Linked DNA regions of Zea mays: region 2 is linked to region 1. Evidence: chromatin contacts called from public Hi-C data. All regions are on one chromosome and are shown on one strand. Each heading gives the region's core, a stretch centred on a gene start, on an enhancer-like site or on the middle of the called end of the contact. The rest is flanking DNA. Distances are from core to core; before and after follow the strand shown. Region 1 holds the start of LOC542187 (DNA-binding protein EMBP-1). Region 2 overlaps LOC103644231.

Region 1 (4,006 bases), core at 517-3,016:
GCAGGATTAACACTAGAACACCAAGAATCGAAGGAATCGATCCAAACCGTGACCGGAACCGAGAGGAGGAATAGGAATAGAGAGCTAGCGATTTTAGGCGAAGTGCTGAGCAGGGAGCAAATCTCCATAGTTATGGAGCCGAACTAGAGGAGGTTGCGCAGCTGACGGCCAGAAATTCGCGAGCGCCGAAAGACCAGGCTGCAGCCCGCCGCCGCCAGGAAAGCCAACTTCCTTTTCCCTACCTCCTCTCTTCCTCTCACGGCATGGCATTACCGTGCCCTAGGAAACGTGCTCCTGAAAGGGCTGCTCGGCCAGCCTTTCTTCCAGCCGGCTGGGTTGGGCTGCTCGGCCTTTTGGGCCTTGTAGCGGCCCAGCCTGGCTGGCCATAATCTTTTTTTTAAATAAAGTGAAAATCATTTAAATGGACAACATATACGCCGTCACGCCGCCATTACTTGCAGCACTGCTGCTGTTGTACTCATACCAGTCACTTGAAACATGGCAGTACCTGCACGTGAGAATGGGTCTGTCTCGTTTTTTAAAATCTCGTCGGGAGGTCTTTTCAAAATATGTCATAGCTTGGTGGGAGGGGATAACTGCAAAACTGAAGGCCACCGTAAGATGGAGATCCCAGGGTCTAGAATTGCTGCTTGCATGTTTGCACACAGACCGTGCTTACACAACATGCGCCGACAAATAACTATAGGGTTCGACCTTTCAGGTTATCACATAGTGAAGTCATATCCTCGTTTTGTACGGTATTTCTACCTTTTTATTTCTTAAATAACTTAGGGCCCGTTTGGCACAGCTCCAGCTCCTGATTCTAAGCGAGGATCTGGAGGAGCCGTGCCAAACGGGTATTTTTTAAACTGATTCTCGTGTGGAGCTGAAAGATCGGGAGCCGTTTTTGTGAAGAAAGGTGGGATCTAAAAAAACCTGCTCCACCCTCCCTTAAAACAGCTCCTCAACCAACCAAATATGGACCTCCCCTTAAAGTTTGATCGAAATTACCCATAATTGTCATTGGACAAAAACATAACGAGCCAATTTATGGATTAAACATTTGAGACCATTTTATGCACTACTATGATGGAAATATTTTATATATTATTGTTTCATATTTTTTTCCGTATATGCATCCCACTTATTGGTTTGTAACAAAGTTGAACTGCAAAGGGTAAAACAGACAATCGCCACAGACCACCAACTCTCAGAAGACAAGAATCAGTTTACTTGCCAAACGGTTTTAAAAATGATTCTGATTTTCTAGGAGAATCAGGAGGATCAGCTCCTCACGAGGATCAGGATCTGGAGCTAAAGAAGCAGGAGCTGGAGCTTTGCCAAACGGGCCCTTAATCTATTTCTCAATAATGTAATATAGAATTTAACCGTTGTAGCTGCAAATGTTTTTGTCAATAAACATTTTGAATTAAGGTCTTTTTCTATTTTTAGGACTTAAATATATTGGAAATGCTCTAACGCGACAAAAAATGATTAAAATTTTTAAGCGATTATTATTAAAACATTAAATGAAAAACTATTTCTTTTAGAAAAAAAAAATCCTCCCCCTCGCGCACCCGTACTCTCCTCCTCCTCGCCCGCCCAACGCGCCACCTACACGGACACCTGGGCCGTTCCCCGCGCCCCGGTCCACGTGCCGTCCCTCTGGCCAGCACCCGGGACCAAGCGCCGCGCCGCCACCTCCCCGCCTGCCCGAAGCGACCAGAACTCTAGATGGTGAGACCCTTGCCCCCGCCGCACCCGCACCCGCACCCGCACCCGCGCGCCGTCCCTGTCTCTATCTGTCTGTGTCCTGCTGCAGTGCCTCCGGCTCGCGTGGCAGCTTGGGGCCAGGTGCGTGTTGTGCACTTTTCTTCCGTCGTGCCCGCGCGCGCGCTGCCTCGCTCCTCTCCCCCCCTGCTGGCCTTGCCCTCACCACCTGCTGGGGAGCAGCACAGTAGTAGTACATACAGATACAGGTCACGACACGTGCGGCGCGGTCATCCATGGCGTCGTCCGCCTCCACGACGTCGGGCGGCGACGAGCGCCCGCGCGCGCCTCACGCCGACGCGTGCGCTGGGACGGCGCCGCCGCAGGCGCACGTGGAGTGGGCCGCCTCGATGCAGGCCTACTACGCCGCCGGTGGGCAGCCTTACGCCTGGCACGCCGCGCAGGTACACGCGACCGACCGACCGACGGTGCATCGTCTTTTTCTATTCGTCCGCGTCGTGCGTGCTCGCGTTTGGGAGGTGGTGCAGGATTTGGATTTGATTAGGGTTTTTGGTTCACTGTGGCGGTGGGATGCAGCAGCACCTGATGGCGGCGGCGGCGGCCGCGGCCGCCGCGGGGGCGCCGTGCGGGACGCCAGTGCCGTTCCCCGTGTCATTCCACCCCGCGTACTACGCGACGCACGCGTCAATGGCCACGGTGAACGCTGGACACTCCTGCCTCGACCATTTTGTTTTCAGTGCAGTTCTCGGTTCCTAGTGCTGCAGCTGAAATGTGAAATTCCTTGCTGGGTTTGGTTCTATGCAGAGTGTGCCCTACCCGACTCCCGAGCCGGTGGCGGTGGCGGAAGCGAAGATCAAGAGGAAGAGCTCTGGCGCCCTCTCTGGCGGTTGCACTTCCGGAAGGTGCTATTTCATTTGCCGCATCCATGTGCACTGCACTGCCAGTTTCTCACCTCCTCGGTTGGTTTATTGAGCTGATATTGAAATTATGTGCGGTGCACAAACACAAAGCAGTGCCGGTGGGAGCGAGGGCTCATCAGATAAAAGAGATGCTACCCATCATAAGGTGCCTTGTTGGTCATTACACCTAACTGCAGCAAACCCTAGTGCTACCCAGGCCGTCTTGGTTGATTTGATTGTGAGTTTTATCTAGGTATTACCTTCTGTAAGGAGGAGAAAGTCCAGCGGCGCCAATGTACAAGGTTGGCTATCATAATCCATAATGGTTGCTTTGCTTATATAAGATACATGCAATGCGGTAGCTTTCCTGTTGTGAATTTTGATGGGTATATAGTATGCCTGGATCTGGTGGCGTTGCAGCCTGACGGTTGGCACTTTTCAGGTGAGCCATCGCAGGCTGCGACAGCTCAACATGCTGCAGCTGAGTCACGAGTCACAGCAAAAAAGAGGCCCGCAACAGAACTCTCGGTTTCGACACCTGAGATAGCTGGAACCTCCAATGTCATTGTCAGGCCGAACTTGAACATTGGGATGGACCTTTGGACTGATTCTCCAGTTAAAGCAGAGACCTCTGGACAGGGTGAAATAAATGCTGCGACGCATTCCCATCATGGCAGCACTTTGTCGATGATGGTATGGCTATCTTACATAAGGGAGTATATAGTGGCAATTGTCGCTAACAAATAGCATTTGCATTGCATCTCCAACTCAGATAACATGCTGTCTTCTGGCAGGATGAGCGAGAACTGAAAAGGGAGAGAAGAAAGCAATCTAACAGAGAGTCAGCTAGGAGATCAAGGCTACGCAAGCAGGTACTGTCTAATAAAGACATCTGACTGTACAACGAATGTTGTAGGGGAGATTCGAATTTGTTCTGGTTGGAAGTCAAAAGGAGCCGCGCGGACGGTCCGGCCCTGTTGTAGGGAAGACATCTGACGGTGGTGGCGCGGACGGTCCGCGCGTGCGCAGAGTCAGTTAGGGTTCCTAGTTTCTCGCGGGATTTGTTACCTAAAACCGTGGGATTGACTCGGAAATCAGTTCGAAGCGGATCCAGACCTCCCCTTTATATAGATGAAGGGCTACGGCCGATTGAACCCCCCAACAATCGATCAAATCAAGTCTATTACTCGTTTTGACCTTATGCATAAGTAGTAGTTTTAGTCTAGTTCTAGTTTAGCCCTAGTTTAGTATTCCAATCCTCAAATTCTCCGCTTCTCTTCGACTCTACATCGATTAGAGGAGTCTAGGTCGGCCTGCCGAGCCTAGACAACCCCTAGGATCTCTCCTCCCCGACGGGGTCCCTCCCGGGAGCGAGA
Region 2 (4,006 bases), core at 386-2,885, 420 kb after region 1:
ACAATCAAACCTCACACAAAAGGAAGCCTAGGAACATTGCCATAATAGTCTAACATTTGGAAATGAATAGTTGTGTATTTGTGGTTAGGCTATCTCCCCTTATTAAGTTGCATGCATCAACCAGTTCAACATAAAAGCTTAAGCTACAATTCATTTATATTTCAACACCCCCTCACGTCGAGACTTTCTCAGGCCTTAGATGGGAATATGAACGAGCGACAATTATTTTATTTATAGGATTCAAACTTGAGACCATTGTCTTTGATATCATATTAAAGTTGCATGTACCAGTTCAACCCAAAAGGTTAAAGCTGATAGAAAGATGTAGGTAATTCACTTATATTCCAACCATTGTTATTAAGGTGTTGCCTAGGTGTCGCCTAGGCGGTAAGGCGTACCAGCGAGGTAAAGGTGTCGTCCTCGCCTTACTCCGACACCTAAGGCGTGCGCGCCGCCCGCCAGGGAGCAGAAGACGGCCGTGCCCGGGGAGGGGAAGGCGGTAAGCCGGTGACGGCAATGGCCTGGAAGGCGCGCCCTGAGCAGAGGCCACCATCGCAGGCAACGGGAAAGAAGGGGGAGGGAAGAGGAGGAATGACGTCTTCCATGGCGAGGAGAGTGGCCGGCAGCGGCATAGAGGCCTCTTCCATGACAAGCAACCGGCGGCGGCGTAGAGGGAGCGTGGGGGAGGGAATAACAGGAATAACTGGCTGGGTAGTGGGAGAGTTAACCTAATATTGATGGGCTTGCTGGGCTAGTTGGGCTGTAACCTTTTTCTTTTTTTCTTTTCTGTGTCTTTCTCTTCTTTATTGATATTTTTGTCCTAAACACTTGTTTAAATATCAATATTTTTCTATTTTTTAATATATTTAAGGCGTCGCCTCGCCTTGCGCTTTACCTCTTAAAAGTTTAAAAGGGTATCGGTCGCCTTACCACTTTAATACCTATGATTCCAACACCTTCATAAACAGTTCAAAAGTAGAGCCTCCCTGGGTTTGGTCCTCTCTTTTATGGTTAAATATTCGTTCCATATGTCTATGGAACCTGACCTCCAAATTAATAATATCATGTCACTTTCAAAAAAAAAACCCCAAGTCAGCTGCTGATTTAGGTGAGATACCATTCAAGCACCCATAGCTAGACCTGATTGAGTGCGTTGGGAAGTTTTCTGATTGTCCTTAACTGGATCTATCTTACGCACAAACAGTCATTCATTACCACAAGCTGGATCTGTCTGACGTATAAACAGTCATTCATTCCAACAAGACGGATCTGTCCTACTAACAGTCATTCATCGCCCTACTAAACCTCCTGGTAGAGTGTAACTGGAGAGCTTTCTGATTTCTATACCAACAACTTGGACAGATCTGGTTTTCTGAAGCCATGTGCGTTGTCAGCTAATAAGAGCTCCACTACTTGTTACTGTCAAGTTTTCTGCCAAATGCTATAACCTGTATGCATAAGTTCTGACAAGTTTATAAATAGAATCTCTTTCGATATTTCACTGTGTGCTTCTCATATCACAGGCGACGGACAGGGCTATTCTGGCATTGGTACTGATGGCCCTGAGCCTTGCCATCGTTCCCACAAAAGTGCTTCTGCTGCTGGTGTTTCTGGAGGTATCCACGAACAACTCACCACTACGAAGAGCAAGCACAGAAAGGTGTACCAGAAGGTTGAGAGAGTGGTGGTTCAGCATACCTGCAGCTCCAGTGGTGGTGGAGAAAGAGAAAGAGGACAAGAAAACTAGATGATACATCCAATGTAATCTTTATGTTGCTTGGCTGATACGTTGTGTAACGTATCAGCCAATGCCCACCTTTGTACAAAGACCGCAATATCAACAACGAGGGGCAGTTTCAATGAAGATTTCATCTCACTTGTACCACCTGCCCTGTTTACATGGCTCTTGATGCTTTGTTGCAAGTTGACTAGAGCTGAGGCCGGTGTCAATCGCCGCTAATAACACAAATCCCTTTCTCTGGGTTGGACATATCGCCGTGCGGACCTGCGCCCCTTCGTTTGTAACATGAACAGTATTGATTCTTCGATATTATGGGATTGCTTCTCTAATAGACTATGTAATCTAGTTTATATATATATATATATATATATATATATATATATATATATATATATATATATATATATATATATATATATATATATATATATATATATATATATATATATATATATATTATTTGATCTCTTCTTTACGGGTTCGAGATTATATGCCAAGGCAAAATTGTTAGCTGTCTTGAGAATTTCTTCTGTTGCCAAAATAGGGTCAACTCCTGTTAATGGCATAGTCTATCTTTGTTAAGGTTAATGCCATATATATCTTCTCCCTCCACGACAGATAATTAGAGATATACAATAACACTCATTCCATTAGACATCTTAGGCGGTGATACTTTACAAACAAATAAACTTGAATCAGTATACATGTAAAATTCAACATTAGTTTAAATTAAACATGTATATATTATGGGATGCACGAAGGTTCTTCGAAGGTTAAGCACTACGAAGATGGAGATCTAAAAAATGTACCTTATGCATGATTCTGTTCAACTATTTATAGAGAAGACGAACCAACTTTATACAGATTTACAGTAATGCTCATCCACTTTTATATAAGCTATTTATACATGACATTAAGACAATAACGTACTTTCTTCATTCTACTCCGCAAATTCCAACCTTCATGTACAGTTGCCTTCTCTTTTGACTTATGGCCGAAGTTGTCGCCTCGTCTGTCAGTGACAACATTATCTTTGTTGCTTGTGTATAGACGAAATGCTTTTGTACGCTGCTTTTAGCCGAAGCTTGGCTTCTTCCATCAGTGGGAAAATTCCTGAAATACACTTGTTAACGACAAAGCCACATGTTAATGTTAGATAACTGATCTTTGCCTAATGAGTGATCTTCGGCATATAAGGTCCCCAACAACTCCTAACATCCAAACAGAGCCTTAGTCTTCCTCATATATTTGAACATTTTTATCTAACGTCAAGTTAAGATTTTCTTCTCTAAGGGTTAGTTTGAAAACCCCATTTTTTTTTCAAAGGATTTCTATTTTTCTAAAGGAAATTAGTTTATTTTCCACTTGAAAAAATAAAAATCCCTTGCAAAAATAGAGTTCTCAAACTAACCCTAAATAACACATTCGTCCATTTGATACGGTTAATGATATGACAGCTAAAATAACATGCATATCCTTGAGACCTTCTATGTAGGGGTGGTAACATGCTCCAAATTTTACACTATAGAATATAAGTATGGAATCGAATTAGAATCAAGTTCTATTTTTATTTATTTTTAAACTAAATTTTATTAAGGGCTCGAGACATAGGGATCTTGATCCATTATCACCGTTAGGGTGGATAACGAGTCAGCTCGGCTCGTCCGAGTTCGAGCTGGCTCGTTAAGCTAACGAGTCAGCTCGACTCGGCTCGTTAAGTTAATGAGCCACAGAGTCAGCTCGACTCGTTTATGAGCTCGAGCTGACTCGTTTAGCTCGCGAGCCAGAGCAGAAAAATAATAATATGTACATAATAATTAATTTTTAGTTAATTTCAAACTAATTTAATAATAGAAAATAGTAATTATACTTATAGTTTTACAAACCACGTCAATATAACACCAAATTAGCATAATTCATCATTCATCAATTCATAATTCACATACATGTTCATCAGTTTAACTCATAATTATATTTGCATAGACCAATTTAACACATAAACATAGTTCATTAGTTTAACTCATAAACCATAGACACCTCACATACATATAACATGTTCATCAATTATTTCGTATGATATGCATATAGTTTTGTTTTGCTAGAATGTGGTAGTTCGTTTAGCTCGCGAGCTGGCTCGTTAACGAACCGAGCTAGAATGTCAGCTCAGCTCATAAAAAAATTCAAACGAGCTAATCCGAGCTGACTATGAACCGAGCAAGCCAACGAGCCACAAGCATTTCGTTCAGCCTTAACCACCGTGTCTAT

What was found. Hi-C and Micro-C count contacts between places; a contact is called where the count stands out from the background.
Region 2: a contact with region 1 is called in a Hi-C map of tassel, with 2.2 times the contacts expected there. The contact joins the enhancer-like site here to the promoter of LOC542187 in region 1. A contact is called at or near these places in 2 of 25 Hi-C or Micro-C datasets (ear and tassel).

What each region holds. Positions count from the first base shown.
Region 1 is chr1:298,111,543-298,115,548 of Zm-B73-REFERENCE-NAM-5.0, forward strand. LOC542187 (DNA-binding protein EMBP-1) reads left to right here and starts at 1,767. Exons shown (of 9, transcript XM_035964421.1): 1 at 1,767-2,174; 2 at 2,308-2,427; 3 at 2,536-2,633; 4 at 2,742-2,796; 5 at 2,884-2,932; 6 at 3,073-3,323; 7 at 3,425-3,502. The coding sequence starts at 2,007.
Region 2 is chr1:298,535,211-298,539,216 of Zm-B73-REFERENCE-NAM-5.0, forward strand. LOC103644231 reads left to right here. Exons shown (of 9, transcript XM_008667429.3): 9 at 1,524-2,070. The coding sequence ends at 1,751. Among protein-coding and RNA genes, the nearest start is that of LOC103644231, 8.4 kb to the left of the region's middle. Within about 2 kb of position 1,636, at least 4 of the 20 cell types and tissues checked have an H3K27ac peak or open chromatin away from gene starts, as enhancers often do. A contact at or near this core is called in tassel, where this site is marked.